2 separate regions of the Bombyx mori genome follow, and region 1 is linked to region 2. The links are chromatin contacts, called in public Hi-C maps. All regions are on one chromosome and are shown on one strand. Each heading gives the region's core, a stretch centred on a gene start, on an enhancer-like site or on the middle of the called end of the contact. The rest is flanking DNA. Distances are from core to core; before and after follow the strand shown. Region 1 overlaps LOC101743969 (methylcytosine dioxygenase TET). Region 2 overlaps LOC101743969 (methylcytosine dioxygenase TET).

Region 1 (6,972 bases), core at 1,802-4,301, 59 kb after region 2:
TAAATTACTATTCAGTCAAAAAATGTATGTAAAGAGCTTGTATATTAAGATTTATAGTTTTTTTTTATTGCCCTAGTAGGCAGACGAGCATACGGCCCACCTGATGGTGACCATAGCCCATGGACTTCAGCAATGCCAGGGGCGGAGCCAAGCCGCTGCCTACCGTTAAGTACTCTGCACAAGCCTCGTTTGAAGAAGGATATGTCATAGCTTTCGAGAAACACCGTGGAGGGAAGCTCATTCCAAAGCCGGATGGTACGTGCCAAAAAAGACCTCTGGAAACGCACTGTGGATGAACGCAGTGGCTTCAGGTAGTATGGATGAACTCTACTCCGGTGGCGGCCGCTGCGATGGTGTAAACGAGAGGATGGTATCATCTCAAACAATTTCTCAGAGCACTTCTCAGTATTTTAGAAAAGTTAATTGGCAATACGCGAAATGGCGGTATTTACAGCGCGATTTTGCAAGCAAATTACACTTTACTTACTAAGTTTAATTGTTTATACAGCTATCTATAATCTTAAGTATATTATTACAATGCTAGTAATACGATCGTATTTTATTTTTGTTTATACTTAAAACTTATAATAGGCAAGTAAACCCATATCTCGAAGGTTAACTCTCTAACAAGGATATGGGTTCCCGAAAAATCTGCGCCGTGCTGCAATCAAGGCTACATTACTACATTATAAACATTAAATTACTAAGCAATAAAGAAAATCGCGGTCATCGTTCTTTTCGAACCCGTCGCTTGCGAGGAAGGGCTCGGTGAGTAAATTAACACACAGACAAAGCCCACTGAGTTTCTCGCTCAGTGTGTCGCGTTTCCGATCCAATGGTAGATTCTGCGAAGTACTGTTTTTGCTAGGGATATCTTAGCAACGCCGTTAGGCTAGAGCCCCGTGAACTCACCTACACACTAGGGTAACGTTGATATAGCCTCACAAGGCTATCAGCATAAATAGGAAAATAAAAGAGAAATAAGGGCACACATGATGCAGCCGGTACATATCTGAAGCATTTTTGTTACCACCTACCTACCTACCTACCTATAACCTAAGTGTTAGGTTACGCTGACATAGCCTCTCAACGCATAGGTAGGAAAAAAAAACAAAGAAAAAAGATGTAAAGCTTTCCTTCCTTAAGAACGGTTACCTGGTAGATAACTCAATTGTTGAGTTCGCCATTTTTTATATCTTATCGCAATTACTGTGTTATATTAACTGTGTGTACAAATAAAGAATAAATAATAATAAAGATAATTCGATCAATGTAGTATTTTACAATTCTCCTATCGGCGCCGGTCACGTACGTATTAGTCTAGTTGTTTAAGCTGGCCGTCGTCTGTAATCGATATTCGATTATTCTAATGTTTACTTTTATACTTTTCATTAGGCATCGTTCTTATGAGAAAAAAATTCGAAGAAAAAGTGTTTCAAAATTCGATTACAATTTTTTCGAGTTCCTCTTCGAGTAGGGCATGAAAAAGGTCTTTGCTATTTCGACTGAAATGGCGTATGTGTAAATCATTATCAATGTTCCGTATTTACTTGTTTCCTCTACCGAAACAGGATCAATTTTTTTTTTTAAAGAAATGGTCAGTAATGAATTGATTAATCAAAAAAATTTTTTATCAGATAATATCTGTTAGCTGGATGTCTTAAATCGGACCGAATCAATGAACAATTTTGGTAAACATTCACTATGATTGGTTCATAGTTGGTGTTTAAATGGTCCATGCCAGCGAAAATGCTCTTAACTTCTTTTAGTCTATCTCGCTTACATCTACGCGATTAAATGTGTATTCACGACTATTTAATTTTAATTATGAAATTCATGCATTTCCATTCTAGTTATGTCATGGGCGATTGGTTTAGTCTGTAATTGTTCTGCCAACTTGAGAACAATAAAAGGGAACGTGAGGCTAATATGAGATACGAGCAGGAATAAATTTTTAAAAATAAATAAACATATACGAATTATAATAAATTGATCAACAAATATCTGAGAGTACAATATTCCATGATAAAATAACTGCATTCTCTGAAAGTGAAGATTAATGGTAGTAATAAAGTTTAATAAATGTTATTTGTTAAAGATGTGTAGCTAGTTACTAGATTAGTCACCACTAAGGATTCACATGACATAAAGAAATAAAAAAGAAATGAAAAATAAGGAAATGGGTTTATGTACTTACTGGAGTGGCCGTTGCGCGCCCTCTACCGCGACCTCGACGAGACTCGCTCTTCACGGTCTGCAATGTTCCGTCCGGCGCCAAAATAAGCTATAACAACACAGACACACCACAGACTTAACATAAAGCAAAAATAAAGTAAGTAAAAAAACAAAGGAGAACGTTAACACAAAAAGGAAAAATGAATAGACAAACATGCAATGGATGGGTTAAGTGGCGACTTATTAGCGGTATTAGTGGTCGAAGTATTGTTTTTAGTATGACGATGAAAGTTAAATAGTTAAAATATTAATAAATTCTGTTAAATTTGTTTCTATTTGAAATACTATGTATATTAAGTAATTTGAAATGTTTTTTTGTTAAACCGCCATCTGTGAACTCAAAACTAAACTAATATGAAATGGCTAGGATTCACGAAGTTCTTCTACTTGACAGCAGATGTCGCGCCGAGCAAAAGTTCCTCGTGTGTTACAGAGATGGCGCAGTGACGACGATTTATTTTTTAAGCATCTAATTCAAAAATATTCTAATTTTGATTTTGGTTTCTAAGCCGTGTTTTATCAATTTTACTAAATACTCACAAATTACAGCTATTTTCGTGGACATTTTTCATTTTAGTGTATTATGATTGTTTAACGTTTGGAAGCCATCGTTGAAAATCGAGCCTTGGAAATTAAAATGGCGAATTCTGTACAAAACAAATTACTTTCAAGTTTTAGAACAACAGCTGTCACTGATTGGTAGAATTTTTTTCATACGTAATAATTAAAACAGCGAGCTGTTGTATGATGTACCAACGAATAAATAAACAGTTTCTGTTACTAAGCACATGGCGGCGACTCGCACCTGGCGTTTTAGTTCGTTACTCCTGTTTTTGTGTTATTAGAATGCGAACAGCATTTGTTATAGCTCGGTCTCTTTCTGACCTAAGGCCGTCTCGCTTACTCGTCGTCTATTCACATTCAAATTTTTAAGGATTTCTAATTATCCTGAACAGGTTAAAGGATCATTTTGATTAAGTATTATGAATAAATAGTGTGAGAAACATCTGCTTCTAACTGGTTTCAGTTAGTATACATTAAAACGATTACTATTCATCAATTTGTTGAAGTTTAAAAATAAAACTCACATTTACAAACGACTGGAATTATTGTTGTACACGTATTAAAATAATTACAGACGCGTAACTGTTCTTTTATAATTTAAATAAGTAGTTCAACTTCGAATTATGTTATACTGATGTAAAGATAAGACACGTGGAACATTTCCTTATTTCAAAATTCAAAGTAGAATTAGGTCATAACGGCTTTTTAAATTAAAATAGTTATTATTCATTATAACAGCTATGCGATAGTACTATGTGTACTTACTACGCGTATTAATCGTCATTGGACATCACTCTAATGTTATTTTAGACGGTATTTGTAAAATTTATGTCATAAGAAGACCTTATCGTGGATAGGTAAATATCAATTTTATTTAACATCGTTGTCAACATTAAATTGATATAGAATATAAGTATAAATTTAAAATAATACAACATAAAACTAAAACTAAATGTATTTAAGACAACGTTATGACATGGCACGCCTTTTCACTCGTGTTAAATTTGTAAATCCGAAATAATGAAATATGTATTTTCTACGTATTTATACGTATTTATTACGTAAAGAGTTGCGTTCAAAAGCTGTAAGTTTTGTGGGTACGTAAACTCACAAATCCGCGAACACTGACGTATTTATTAAAGCATATTCATTCTGTGTTGTCCGAGCTATGTACTATAATAAAACGTATCCAGGTTATAAACGTTCTATGCGCGAAACTCAATCTAAATCGGTTTTGGCGTTTTTGCATCATCAATTAACAAAAACAAGTCGTCGCGTAGCCTAAAGGATAAGACGTCCGGTGCATTCGTATCTAGCAATGCACCAGTGTTCGAATCCCGCAGGCGGGTACCAATTTTTCTAATGAAATACGTACTTAACAAATGTTCTCGATTGACTTCCACGGTGAAGGAATAACATCGTATAATAAAAATCCAACCCGCAATATTATAATTTACGTAATTACTGGTGATAGGACCTCTTGTGAGTCCGCACGGGTAGGTACTCCCACCCTGCTTATTTCTGCCGTGAAGCAATAATACGTTTCGGTTTGAAGGGTGGGGCAGCCGTTGTAACTATACTGAGACCTTAGAACTTATATCTCAAGGTGGGTGGTGCATTACGTCATAGATGCCTAAGGGCTCCAGTAACTACTTAACACCAGATGTGCTGTGAGCTCGTCCAACCATCTAAGCAATAATAATAAAAACAATAATTATATTAGTATAGATACAATGTCATTTTTGACCTATTTTACTGCTCTATAATTATATTATTAGTATCCTCAAAACAGCGTGGTTTAAATTTTGTAGTGATTCTACTCGAGCGTGCGTATTGTAGCGCGTGGGCGACAATGAGCGTGGGCTGACTTAGGGTAGGTCGGGTTTGTCACGCAATTCCCTGATTATTTCATTGATACCTGCTCTTACCACTTCATTGTTAAACAAATTTAGCTAAGAGACGCGCTGTGGATGTTATTTGGCGGGATGACGCTCACGAGTCAAACAAATGTACTACTACTTATTTATTTATTTATTTACTTAATAGAATCGTGATTTGTTTTTATCGTGAATTGTTTGTTGTTCGGTTTGATTGAAACAAAATACTTCATACATATTTTTCTCCTCACGAAAGTACAGGAGTCGAGTCAATTAATACTTCTACAACGCCAAACGCTATGACGGGCGGATGTTTAGCTTGAAAAGCATGATGGATGAAAATGGCAGTTATTTAAAATTGGTTAGCGGCAGGTGCCGCCCGCGTTGCACAGATAATAAAAGCCGCAAGATAATCTCGAACGTTAATCTGTACAGTAAAATAACGAGGTTAATTGGAATGTACGTTGTTTCGGGCCGCAAAAACGAACATTTGTAAATGATCAGACAATGGATTAAGTTTATTGCTACTCGACAACAGATGGCGCAAAGCTGTTATTCAAAAAAAGAAATCCTTTGTAATGTAAATGATTCGACTTGTTATCTAACGTTGTAAGTGAAATTGCATGTTTAATTTAAACTAGAGTGGCATAATGGTTTTTTTTTTAATTTGCTAAATCACTTAAGTCGGTGGTATGGGCGATTCTGTAATTATACACAACATTACCCTCAGAAATATGTGCCCTGCAAACAAATCCAACCCTTTTAAATATCTCCATACACTTGTTACTTTTTATTCACTATTTAGATCTCTAGGCAACTTTCCAGAGACATTGCTATAAAATCACCAGTGACCCGCTTCGGTTTCACTGGCTTTATTTAATAAAAACAAAACTATCGAACTTAGACAAAACGAACTGAGCGTAATCAACTGAACCAAATTAAAAAGATTTGATCACGTGTAAAATTAGTTCGTGACCAAGATAATTTATTGGCAAAGTTGCGTCGTTGCCTCGACGGAGACGCCTCGTCCTGTACGTATTGCTGTTTTTGTAATAACACCGGTTTGTCTCTCGAGTGAGTTTTGCACGACTATTGTTTAGAAGTCGAAGCTATAGCTGCTTCAACTTTTCTACTAAATTATTCAAAACTACAGTGACGAACTTATCTATATTCTATACTAATATTAAAAAGCGGAAAGATTTGTTTGTTTGTTTATATTGAATAGGCTCCGAAACTATTGAATCGATTTGAAAAATTCTTTCACTGTTTGGAAGCTACACTGCTCCCGAGTGACATAGGCTATAAAGCTTTTTTGAAAAAAAAAAAAAAAATGGGATCTTAACTAAAACTTCAATAATGTAACTCAAGGTGTAAAAAAAAAACCTAAAATATTCTTTACATCGCGTGCCCTGCGAAAACTATTGATGACAGAATAAAATAATGTGCTACAACTTTGTAGAACGCATTATTGTTTACAAAAAGTGTCCCGACAGCATATATCTAACTATTATAGTTACGCCGCAATAAGTGTTCTTTTATTTTAAAAAATAAAACGTCAAATATCGTTGAAATGTTTGTTAAGGACCCGAGCGGAGCCGGAGCGGGCCGCTAGTAGTTTATATAAGCACAATAATTGGATATTAAAATTAACGTTTGAAGCGGTTTCCTCGTGAATCGGTCATGTTTTTCCTAGACGTAACTGAGAATTACAGTTTTATAGCGATCGATTTTTCTCAAGGTTACAGGTGTTCAGTTCGGCACGTGGGGGTCGCAAGGGGAGACCGTCTGATAGGGTGCAATAGGCCGGAACCAATCATATTATTTGAATATTGGATGTTCGCATCACTTGAGGGCAAATATGTAGTAAATAATATGTGGGGGCCTATGGAGTTGATCTTCAAGATGTTTTGAATATTGATTTTTTTTTGGAAATTGTTAGCGATTTGTCGTTCTCAGCTCTGTTTAATCTTTCAGTTGGTTTTTACTGCAGACTTAGAGAGCGTTCAGAAAAGACAGATTCTAGTATATTCCTAACACAGAAAAGAGTCTTTAAAGATCAAGAATGTGCACAACCTGAAACTGTTGTTAATAAAATGCGAAATTAAAGCAAAATCATTACTAATGAGGAGGTAATAAATAAATTATCTGTACTGTTCCTTTTGCTGTTGGCGGCTGTTTGCATGAGTGTACCAGGCTCATCACAAACCGGGAGGAGTGGAGATTGCTCGTGAGGCGCATAGCATCTGCCCACAACAATGATGCTGGATGACGACCACGACCGCTCTGACAAGAGTGA
Region 2 (6,455 bases), core at 2,323-4,822:
CCATTGTATGAAATTCTTTAGTTACACGTTTTGAAAACAAGAGGGCGCTAGCGACTACATATTTAGATAAAGTTTTTAGTTTCAAACCATTACAATATGAGTCAGCAGACGGGCTAAATGCCTTTTTACAAACGTGTCAAGATAGTGTCAAAGCATTAAAATCATTAAACATACCAGATTTATCAAGTTTTGTTTTGTTTTATGTATCTTTGCGTAATCTGGATTCAACTACTAGGCGCGCATTTGAAAACAAAAGTGTACCGGGTGATCTTCCGACATTTGAGGGTCTTATCGCTTTCGTGGAAAACCAGGTCCGTATCCTGGAGATGTCGGAAAGTAAATCGGTCTCAAACCAAAGCATAGACAATGCAAAACCTATATACGCAAAGGGTTACCAGAATACCAGTCGTTTTGATAAAAAGCTTAATAATTCAAATGCCAGGGTAGGTGCGCCTAGAGCATCTTTGGCTTCAGCCGCAACTGCGGCTACTAAAAATCTTCAGAATGAACAAAACTCGAATGAAACTTTAAATAAAATAAAAAAATGTTATTATTGCGGGAAGCCTCATTCAATATATCGGTGCTTCGAATATAGTGATCTCACTCCTGAACAACGGCTTCAAAAAATAAAACAGTTGAAGCTATGTGAAAATTGTTTGCGTGATGATCATATATTAAAGAGTTGTCCATCTAGGGTACGTTGTACAGTCTGCAAAAATATGCACCATCACACACTTCACATCGATGCTGGCGCTGGTGCCAATTCGGGAAATAATGCCAGCTCGGTGGCTCTTACCGTTTCTACAACTTCGACAGTCTTGCTCGGAACCGCAGTTATACACGTCGCAGATTGTTGGGGCATTTATCAACTCGTACGTGCTATAATTGACAGTGGTGCCATGACGGGCTACATAACTCAAGACTGTGCATTAAGGTTAGGACTAGGGCGGAGAAAGTGTGATTTCGATTCCATTGGTCTAGGTGCCAAGCCTATTGCGGATCTGGGGCTAACTACCTGTACTGTAAAACCGCGTCAGTACGATAGCCCCATATTAACTACCGATGTAGTCATAGTTGCAAAAATAGCCGGAAATATACCGACTATGTCTATCTCAGATGATGTGATCCGTAAATTTCAAAATCTTTCACTTGCTGATCTAACTTTTGGTACATCGGGTCCCATCGACATGTTATTGGCCGGTGATCTATTTCCTCAAATTTATGATGGAGAAAAGATCATGCCACAAGATAAGAACATGCCGGTGGCATTGCATTCCATTTTCGGCTACGTCATCGCAGGTCAAGTATCGATTTCGGGTCATAGAACTGTAGACACGGAAAATCATCATATCAAAAGCGATAATACAAAATCATTTGTGGCTCTTTCTGTGAACTTGGAGCAGGAAACGCAGTCTTTCTCGGAGACAGAAAGCATTTGTTTCATCAAACCACAGCATCCAGATGACATATTAGCGGGGACATTGTCTGATCGCAATCATAACCGTGATAAGAAAAGTAGATGTTTCGTAAACTACCCTTTGCAACCTTTTTATAAACTTGGTGTTTTATCTGGAACAGAAGAACGTAAATATATTGATATAGAAAAGAAGTTGGAACGCGATCTGAATTTAAAATTCATTCGTGAGTACGAAAGTCTTGGTGGACACAGGAGCCACGTAGGCGCGGTACAAAACGTGGATTCGATATTTATCATCCCGCATCTTTGTATTGTGTGGCTTTCTAGTACAACAAATAAATTGCGAGACGTGTTTAACACATCATGCAAAACAATACATGAGTGGTTTAACGGCCTCCATCGGCTTAATGACTTCCAGTCAGAGGGTCCAGTTAAACCTATAACTCTAAGCCTAAAACAAAAAACTTTAAGTACTGTACTTGTCTCAACAGAAGTCATAGAAGCATATTCACCGTTGGACCTCAATAACAGATACTCTAGTTTTAGTAAGCTTGTGAGAATAATCGCGCGGTCTTACTTGTTTATCCACAACTGTCGAGTCTCTCAATCAGAACGTAGATCGCTGTTTGTGGATGACAGCAGAAAGGCTCACGACATTATTATTAAAATCGTACAAAGTCATTTATTTGTGGACGACATTATGGCCTTACAAAAAGGTCAGAGATGTTCTCAGAGTTTGCGGAAACTAATTACCTTCATGGATTCAAACTGTTTCCTCAGGGTGGGGGGTAAATTGTATAATTCTAGTCTTTCACCTGATAGGAAACATTCTTTACATTTACTCAAAAATTCAATTTTTACAAACATTTTAATAGATTGTCATAAATTTTATTTATATGTTGGTCCTAGCACTTTGCAAGGAATTACAACAAGTCAATGTCTCATGATTATTTCAGATAATGCCAATTTTGTGTCGGCTACGAAACATTCAGCAGATGTTACGCATTTTTTCGAATCACACTTAGAAAGCTTATCAGGAGAGCTTGTAGCGCGTAATATTCGTTGGAGCCACAATCCTCCGAGTGGTAGTCATTTCGGTGGTCTTTATGAATCTGCAATAAAATCTGCTAAATTACATTTGAAACGGACTGTGGGAAACAAATCATTATCATTCGAAGAGCTCGGAACACTTTTTGCTCGAGTTGAAGCAGTTCTTAATTCGAGACCGCTATGTCCACTGTCTAACGATCCAATGGAGTTCGAAGTGCTAACGCCAGCACATTTCCTGATCGGGCGTGAATTGTTGGCTGTACCGGCATTCGATATCAGTGAGCAACGACTTTTACCTCGCGAGCGGTGGCAAATTGTACAACAATTTTCACAACTTTTTTGGAAACGGTGGCGCCAAGATTACCTTCACACACTTCAACAACGACAAAAGTGGTTCAACAGCTGTCGAAATTTAGTAATTGGAGATTTAGTTTTAATTAAATCACATGCACCACCTTTACAGTGGGATCTAGCGCGAGTCACTGAGCTTAAGCCTGGTGCGGATGGTATCGTGCGAGTTGTTAAAGTTCGTACAAAAAATAATGAAATGACACGTCCTGTCGTTAAGCTTTGTCCGCTCCCAATAGCGACGGACACAGAGTAAATCGTATGACACAGAAAACGTAATAAGATTACATAAAGGTAGGTCTTTGTGTGATCTCCCTTTTAGTTATAAGTCAAGTTTATTGTTTAAATACTTAGATTTAATTACTTAAAATAATTTTACTAAATACAGTCCACTGTGAAACTGAATCATCAAAACATTGTTATTGGTATCGTAATGGGAAATCCGGGCGGATTTCGGTGGGGGGAATGTTCGATTTTGGGGTTCACATTTTGAAATCTCCCGCCAACTTGCCCGGTACCCGCGCAATCTACTGAGCGCGACACTAGCGCTACGTGTTGCCGCAGTTTGTGCAACATTTGAAAAAGGAGTGGTGAAATCTTTGAGCAGTTGGCGGTAAGTCCGTAATTCTTTAAATCTTTAAAATATCATAAAACTGAGCTATCGTACAACGTGTATTGGCTAATCTTCAAGAGTTCACAGGTTTGGTGTAAATAAATAAATGATATAATAATTCTGAGAAAGTGGATCTGAGCCGGCCACATATGTCATCGCACTGAGTCAGTAGGGCATAAAAGTACTAGAGTTAAGATCTCATGGGCAGCGTAACATGGTTAGATAACAAATGAAGAGATCTTCATTGGATGGACGCAGGTAAAAAGAGGATATAAAAAAAAAATAAAAAAAATTTAAGCAGTTAATGTAATAATGCATTGAACAGTAAAAGCAATGAATACAAGATTTGCATCGTAGAATTACCTAATGACGAATGATTCATTCTATAACGGGCCAACAATAATAATATGACTGTTGCAATTACTATCGAGAATAGAACTAGCTGTAACACGGATCTTGATAACGATTTGTGAATTGTATTTATAGGCTGTTATACGAATTATTTCCCACGGACTATCTAGATTTCGTGTGAGAGATTGTTTTAAATACAATTTCATAAAAACAAGACGTTCCAAATTGTTGCTTGGTTTAAAAAAAAATACAATTCTGAATTTGAGCAATCAAATTGGTAATTACGATAAGATAAATGTAGACCTGTGACGTAATTGTGTCGATCGATTATGAAATCACAAAACAGAATCTGCTATATTACTTGTCGTTCATAACCTTAATTATCGTATATAATAACCATTATGACTAAGCCAGAACGAACGATATCGAATATAAATTCATTACAATAAATATTCCGAAGTAATATTGTTCATTCGCAATAACAAAGCTTCACCTACTGCACGGTAGATGGCGATAGTATATCTCAAATTTACAGTTAGCTTTATTTAGGTCTTGACGATTGTTTTGTTTTATGAAAGTTTTTACAGTAACAAATAGAAATTGAGTGTTTTCATTTAAATATATACACGTAGCTTAAACTGTATTGGTAAGTAAATGTATCATAAATGAAAGGTACTGAAAATATTTTTACTTTGAGATTTTCCAAATTTTAGGTATAATTAATAGAAATGTTGATTATACGATTTAATCTTATTCTAATTTTATAATACATATTATGAAACACATTACAGTTCCTGTGATGAACCAATACGGGAAAAATTATGTTAAAGAAAGTTATTCATATCAAATAGCCTGCATAATTTAGGTTACTTTTTCTTGTGTAAAAGAAAAACATAATGTTCACAAATATATTTACATCGACTGTAAATCTTTAACAACTCTTTTGAATTCACTACTCAACGAAAGTGTTTGAGAAAGTGTTTTTTTACTGGTGGTAGGACGTCTTACGAGTCCGCACGGGTAGGTACCACCACCCTGCCTATTTCTGTCGCGAAGCAGTAATACGTTTCGGTCTGAAGAGTGGGGCAGCCGTTATACTGTGAAAACTGAGACTTCGAAGTCATGTCCCAAGATGGGTGACGGCATTTACGTTGTAGATGTCTATGGTCTCCGGTAACCACTTAACACCAACCAGGTGGGCCGTAAGCTCGTCTACCCATCGAAGCAATAAATAAATAAAAAGGTAAAAAAGTAAGTGTCCAATCGAAGTTGTGTTTATGAAGTATTTCTAGACCGTGACTGCGCTTAGTTCGTTTTAAGAAAATAAATAGTACCCCAAAATTCTTAATTAAAATTCTTCATTCAAATCAAATTCATTAAAACTAAAAACCGTAATAACTACCCGTTAAACAAATACTGTTTATAAATTAAATAGATGTGAAACTTTAAAACAATTAATAACGATCAAAATTTCATATACATACATACATATATCATTGAAGTCTGTTCTTAAGATAAGACGACAATGAACTACGTTGCAAAGGATTATTCGAGTCTATTAAAATACTGTGAGTCATATGATTCATATGATTTGTTCGAATTACGAATCTTCGTCGCCATACCAACTCTTTCTATTGTTTCCCTCTTATTTGTTACCCAGTCTGCTTTCGAAGTCTGACAATCATGCAAGCTTTGATAGATTTGATGTTGACAAATCACCTTAACGTGACGATGTCTTTACTAAGCCGACAAACGATTGGGCGAAGTATGAGCAGTATGAGCATCAAAAGCTATTGGTTTGAAATGATCTAAATATAGTATAAGCGTATGTGTTATTAATTTAAAGTTCACACTTCATTTTCTCCTCCCGATCCTCCTGATCCACTAACGGTGCTTTTAACCTCAATCGCTGGCCTTCGTTCTTGCGACGAAGGGCTTGACGAGTGAATTAACCCATAGACACAGCCCACTGAGTTTCTCGTCGGATCTTCTCAGTGGGTTATGATTCCGATCCGGTGGTAGATTCTGCTAAGCACTGCTCTTGCTAGGGCTAGTGTTAGCAACGTCGTCAGGTTAGAGCCCCGTGAGCTCACCTACTCGCTATGTGAATCTACTCTGTCATCTCTCAATCACTAGAATAGGTACGAAAAAAATAAATTAAAGTACAGAACGATAGCTAGTCGCAATGACTGTACAATACAATAGTTTATTCCGAACTGATAATTTATATATGTAGTACAAATATCTTCCCGCGGTTGTCGTAAAGGGTGACCATTGGCTTCTTCTGGCTATTGTCTTATGCCAGCGATAGCATTCCCAAGTTGTGGGGCCGCTGTGGGGTTAACGTCAAACATGCAGTAGTCAAATCATGCTAAATCCCTATGCAGCATGGTTAAAGGACATGCGCCGACCCCACATATTCTGAGCAAGAACAGGAAGAAGAATCTGCTATACCTACACTATCTTATCTGCTTTACATATTGTTACAAGGAAAACATTGTTATTTTTCTGTTACTTCAAACTTTTGTTACTGGACTTTGCGTTAGTTTGTACATTATATGTATAACGGCGTTTTAAAAATATGAAACTAATTCAAGATGGCTTCCATTGATCTGAATACAATAATGATACGTTTGACTTTATCATTCGACTCCGTTTTAATATCACAAGAAAATT

What was found. Hi-C and Micro-C count contacts between places; a contact is called where the count stands out from the background.
Region 1: a contact with region 2 is called in a Hi-C map of whole pupa, with 4 times the contacts expected there. The contact joins two enhancer-like sites. A contact is called at or near these places in 6 of 7 Hi-C or Micro-C datasets (middle silk gland, midgut, posterior silk gland and 2 more).

Annotation. Positions count from the first base shown.
Region 1 is chr22:3,071,835-3,078,806 of ASM3026992v2, forward strand. LOC101743969 (methylcytosine dioxygenase TET) reads right to left here. Exons shown (of 12, transcript XM_038019059.2): 4 at 2,198-2,284. Among protein-coding and RNA genes, the nearest start is that of LOC101743969, 74 kb to the right of the region's middle. Within about 2 kb of position 3,052, at least 5 of the 8 cell types and tissues checked have open chromatin away from gene starts, as enhancers often do.
Region 2 is chr22:3,012,544-3,018,998 of ASM3026992v2, forward strand. The region is part of intron 4 of LOC101743969 (methylcytosine dioxygenase TET); the gene reads right to left. Among protein-coding and RNA genes, the nearest start is that of LOC101741344, 56 kb to the left of the region's middle. Within about 2 kb of position 3,573, at least 4 of the 8 cell types and tissues checked have open chromatin away from gene starts, as enhancers often do.